Linked DNA regions of Oryctolagus cuniculus: region 1 is linked to region 2. The links are chromatin contacts, called in public Hi-C maps. All regions are on one chromosome and are shown on one strand. Each heading gives the region's core, a stretch centred on a gene start, on an enhancer-like site or on the middle of the called end of the contact. The rest is flanking DNA. Distances are from core to core; before and after follow the strand shown.

Evidence for each region. A called contact is a pair of places that touch in the nucleus more often than the background predicts.
Region 1: a contact with region 2 is called in a Hi-C map of liver, with 4 times the contacts expected there. The contact joins the enhancer-like site here to the promoter of HEY1 in region 2. A contact is called at or near these places in 2 of 6 Hi-C or Micro-C datasets (liver and psoas muscle).

The regions. Positions count from the first base shown.
Region 1 is chr6:105,365,523-105,368,222 of mOryCun1.1, forward strand. All of the region lies in intron 1 of LOC138849931 (a long non-coding RNA gene), which reads right to left. Among named protein-coding and RNA genes, the nearest start is that of HEY1, 57 kb to the left of the region's middle. Within about 2 kb of position 1,384, at least 4 of the 8 cell types and tissues checked have an H3K27ac peak or open chromatin away from gene starts, as enhancers often do.
Region 2 is chr6:105,308,602-105,311,301 of mOryCun1.1, forward strand. HEY1 (hes related family bHLH transcription factor with YRPW motif 1) reads right to left here and starts at 1,373. Exons shown (of 5, transcript XM_008255689.4): 1 at 1,025-1,373; 2 at 834-909; 3 at 610-693; 4 at 320-401. The coding sequence starts at 1,113.

The DNA of each region.
Region 1 (2,700 bases), core at 134-2,633, 57 kb after region 2:
TGTCAGATGACTCACAGACTCCCCGCAGGCTCTCCCTGAAGGCTTTTGCACGTCTGTCTCATCTAAGGGAATCCAGTGCAACACCTGAGTTCTTGACAAGATGCTAATTGTCTCTTTTTATGAGTCACCAGAGACATGCAGCCGAGAGGGGCACTCCTAAGAATGTAAACACTGAGTGAGTCAGATGCCGCACAACGAACTCTGCCTTTGCTCTGGGTGTCGCTCACCGCAGAGGGGGTGATCCTGCAGCCCACGGCGGGGGGGGTGGGGGTATCCTGGCAGGTTTCCTTGGGCCCCCGACAAGGCTCAAAACTCCAGAAGTTTCTCGGTCCAAGAGAAGGAGCACTGAGCATGGAGCACACAGTTGTTTTGGGGTCATTTTTTTTCATCATCAGCAGCTGCAGGCTCAAAACTCTTGTGCCAACCGGAAGATCGGGGAGCAAGGCGCAGCCTCGGGGGTTGTTTTCTGCCCGGTTCTGAGGAAGCTGCTGTAGGAATTTTTGCCTCCAGCCTCTTGTTGAGTGACAGGGAAAGAAACAAGGATCACTTGAAGGCTCCCCAATTCAAATGGCCTGTACAGAATGCCGGGCCCTGGCTGCCCTGCAGAAAGCCACTCTGGTGCCAGCTTAGGGAGCGAATGTGTCCTCCCCCACCCCGCCCCCCGCCCCAGTCTCCTGGAAAGGCCTCCTCTCTTCCCCCTGCTGAGGGGCTGGATTTCAAAGCAGCTGACTTCTTGCTCTTTCCAATCCCACTGCAAGTGTTCCCGTTTTAATTCTGAGACTTTTCCCCCCAATTTTCCATTCCTCTGATGCTTGCCCGGGAAAGCTGGCAGCTTGCAGCCCTGCAATGGCATCAGATTATTAAGCAGAGAATGGGAATTCGAGGAAGCTTTCTCAGCAATGGCGGCGGTGGAGGCGGCAGCCGCAGCAGCAGCACAGTTACGGGCTTGAGAGCTCGCGTTGCATGTTAATGAAATGCAATAAAACATCAAACCCTAAAGGTACCGGTGAAAGCCACCCAAATCCCTCCTGGAGTTTGGCTTCTGCAGCTGTGGATCTAACAGTTCCATGTTTGCCCCCTGCTCCCATAGCCACAGGCTTCCTCCTGTACAGACGCACACAGCCTCACTCCCAAACCAGGTGTGTTTGCAGCAGTGACGGCCCCATCTTTCCCTGACACCATGGAGCCTTCCAGTCTAAAACCCCGGAATCTGGAGCCAGGGGGAGAAGTAGACAGTAATTAAGTTAGCTGTGAGCCGCCTGGGGTATTTCATCACAGCTGCCTGCCTCTGTCTCCCCAGCAGCCCTCCCACATCTTCCTACGGAGGACCGGCTGTGTGCGCGCAGGAGGTGCTGTTTCCCACAGCTCTGATCTAATTCCGCTGAAATTCAATCTCCGTGTGACCAACCTCAGCCGGCGCTCTCCCACCCGCCGCCGGCCTCCCTTCTGCAGGCTGTGCGCGCTGCCCATTTACCCCGTCAATCCGGCAGCCTCCGCTCCACCAGCCCCTGGGTATACACTTACGGTGTCAGCGGGCCAGCCTTGGGGGCCTGCCTGCTGCCCGGACGCTCACCCCGTGCTCCGAGGGGAGACACCCTATACCTGCCACTCAGCGGCTTGAATGGGGCTCCTGAGTTACCGCAGGAGAAAAGGCAGCCGAGCCAGCCAAGGCTGAGAAACCGAAACAGATGTAAAAGACATCAGGCTGGGTTTTGCATGGATCTTCAGCGCCCAGAAAGATTTATGGCCCCTTTCAACCCTCTTTTAACATCCGTTGAACCGTGCTCGTTGGATGATGAGGGCACAAGACTGGCAGTCGTACAGACACCAGAGCTGCAGGGCATGCCCTGGGGTCTGTAGACCCTGGCTTCCTCTCCATGTCCATTTGTCCCGCTGTGTTTGGTGGGGGGCATTCCTCAACCCACTCTTCAGAACTCTGCGTCCCCAGAGAGCCCAAAGCTGCCAGTGGCTTTGACCCTAAACAGCCTTCCATTTGCTTATTTTTTTTTTTTTTTTTGACAGGCACAGAGTGGACAGCAAGAGGGAAAGACAGAGAGAAAGGTCTTCCTTTTCCTTTGGTTCACCCAATGGCCGCTTCGGCCAGCGTGTTGTGGCTGGTGCACCGCGCTGATCCGAAGCCAGGAGCCAGGTGCTTCTCCTGGTCTTCCATGCGGGTGCAGGGCCCAAGGACTTGGGCCATCCTCCACTGCACTCCCGGGCCACAGCAGAGAGGAGCCACGGGGACAGAATCCGGCGCCTGGACAGTGACTAGAACCCAGGGTGCCAGCGTCGCAGGTGGAGGATTAGCTTAGTGAGCCATGGTGCCGGCCCTTCGTTTGCTTCTATACCTTCCTACCCAACGAAGAAACAGTAAAGCTCTTATAGAAAGGTAGAGATGCAGGGGGCCAGCACTGGCCAACCATGCAAGGGCCTTGGCATTCTTTTGGTCTAATTGTTACCTAATCATGTTATACAGGATCAGGCGCACTTTCCTCTCCACTGAGAAAGCTTTGAACTTGGCTTAGCATTTCCTGCAAGAGGAGGATTCCTACCTTGGGGCTGGAGGCACAGGAAGGCAAAGGTTTGTGAGAGTCTTTTTACAAGCTCTAGGCAGTGAAAGGCAAGGGGGTTACAAAGGCATCGTAATTAGGAATGATGCGTTGAGGCAGGCCAGCACCTCTGGAACCTGACCCTGCTCGT
Region 2 (2,700 bases), core at 123-2,622:
TTCAAAATGGCAGGAGCCAATGTGAGAACTCCCTGGCTGGAATCAGGGCTGCCCCAACTTCAGGGGACTTCGGGAATAACAGGCATTGTCCAAAAAGATGCATTTGCTCAATCTGCAGAGGGTGCGGGCGATGAAGTCACTGGAGGAAATGTTGCTGTGCGTTTGAAAATGTACCATCAGGCGAGTGCACGCACCGTTCAGAAATGAGAGACACCAGGCGGTGACTGCGCCGGTCTGGTCCGCTGCTGCCGCTGCTCTCTGCACCCCCATAGTCGGGAGCCCCCCACCCCGCCCCGCCAGGAAATACGGAGCCATATACCTTTCCCTCCCGCAGTGTGCAGCATTTTCAGATGATCCACCGTCATCTGCAGGATCTCGGCTTTCTCTAGCTTAGCGGAGCCCTGGAGAAGAGAACAGCAAGATTGCTGGGCCTATGAGAACTTAACGCACGGACACACAGAAACCGTCAAGCGTAGACCCAAGGAAACAACGCGTCTAAAATGCGTGGGAACCGCCGCAGGACTTCAGCCGCGGCTCCCCTCCGAGGCTCGGGGGCAGCGGGTTCGGAAGGCGCGCGCAACTCGGAGCTCGCCCTTCTCCCTCCATTACCTGCTTCTCAAAGGCGCTGGGTACCAGCCTCCTCAGCTCGGACAAACTGTTATTGATCCGGTCTCGTCGGCGCTTCTCAATGATCTGCAGAAAGCAGGCACAACAAAGGAGGACATTGCCACTACTGCTGGACACCCCGCAGGGAAGAAACGGTGGTCCTCCCCGTTAATGCGTAACCAAGATAGTCACAACAGTAAGTAAATAAGGATTATCCAGAGACTCACGCCTCTCCGACGTTTCCTGGCCAAGATCTGGGAAGATGTGGTTGGAGACATGGAACCCAGAGCCGAACTCAAGTTTCTAAGGGCAGAGAGAGAGAGACAAGGGGCAGGGGAGGCCCCGTTCAGCGAGGGGAGGGGACCCGCGAGGTCTCCCCCGCGCCCTGCCCGGCCGCTCGCTGTCACCGCGGACTCACCCATTCTCGTCCGCACTCTCCTTCTCCACCTCTACGGTCTCGTCCAGCTCGCTATCCGACGAGCTGTACTCGGGGTGAGCGCGCTTCATGCTGCGGCAGCTCCGGGGCTCCTGGGGAGGGTCGGCGCGGCGGGCAGGGAGTTCACCACGGCGGCGCCTCTCCGCGCTCGGCTGCTCGCGCCCGCCACACACTGATCCCGCTCGCGCTCTGCCTCGGGTTAAAACTCAACCATCCCTTTCCCACGCTGAGCCCCTTCCCAGGGCCCTGGGGAGGGCGGGCGAGGAGGCGGAGGGGCGGGGCGGCGGCTGCCGGGCAACAGCTTCACCCCCACCACCACCACCCCCGCCACGGCCAATCCGACTCCTCGCCCCGCTGATTGGCAGCCGCCAGGGCAGGGGGGCGGAGCGAGGCGGAGGGCGAGGGCGGGCCGCGCCCCCGGCGGCGGTGCGTCGGCTCCGCGGGGGCTCCGCAGTAGGGGGGTGACGGAGGAGGCGCAGGCGGCGGTGGGCCGGCGGCGGGGAGGCGCTGGGGGCCGGGCCGGGACACCAGCCCGCCGGCGGCCGCTGCCCCGCCCCGCCCCGCGCGCCCCGATTGGCCTGGCCGCGCGCCAGAGCCGCGCCTGCAGCGCCGCCGCTGAGCCGCACGCGCCGCGGGCCGTGGGAAAGTGCCGGCGCCGCGGCCGCCAGCCAATCCGGGCGGACGGCGACGGCGGCCGCGCTGGCGGCGGCGGCGGCGGCGCTGGGCGTCCGCATGAATGGAGAAGAATGGGCAGGCGGAGGAGCGGGGCCGCGCGATGGCGCGCAGGCCGGAGCTGGGCGGCCGGCCGCGGGCTGGGCCCCCCGTGTGAACCTGTAATCGGAGCCCGGGCGCCGGCCGGCCCCGGAAACCGCCGCCCAGCGACGCCGTAAATCTCGGCTGCGTGGCCGCCTGTGTCCGGCGACCGGAGGGCGCGCGCCGCTGGCGGGGCCGCAGCTGGTGCACCTGGCCCGGCCGCGCGCCGGCCGCTCGGGGCAGCCAAGCCGGGAAGCGGGGAGAGGGCCGCCCAGGCGCCGGGCGCGCCCGCGGTGGCCGCCGTCCCAGGGGCCGGCCGCTTGGAGGGGCAGGACTTGGGTTGAGGGATGTCCTTTTTCGGGGTTGGGGCCCTTGGCCTCGCGGGGAGCCAGACGCCTCCGGGATGGAGTGAATTCCCCGGTGCTTGTAATTTCCGGGGCAATGGAGCGCTTGTTTTCTGGGCTGAAAGCGAGGGAGTGGGGGATCCTTGGGGATATTCATTATGTTTTTGTTTTTTTTTTTTTTCTTTTCTTTTCCCCAGGCGTCGGCGGCTAGATCCTTTCCGCGGGCGACAGGGTGGCGGGTTGGGCGTTTATTTCTGGGCCCCGCCTCGCTGCGGGAGAGCACGAGCAGCCCTTCTGCTCTGGCCTGGCTGTGCGGTGGCGCCTATTAGGAGCTACGTGAGGTCCCACGAGACCCTCCCCCCAAGGAGGACAGATTTAAAAAAAAAAAAAATATACGGTTTTACATCCCCAGATCCATTCCTAATGCCAGGTTTTGTAGAAATGGGCAGGAGGGTTACTGTGAATTTGAAAACCCGGTCGTCTCTGTCCCTTATGGTGGCTAAATGCACGCATGGGCTTGCAGCCGGCTCTGTGAAATAAAGCTATAGGGACGTGGTTGAG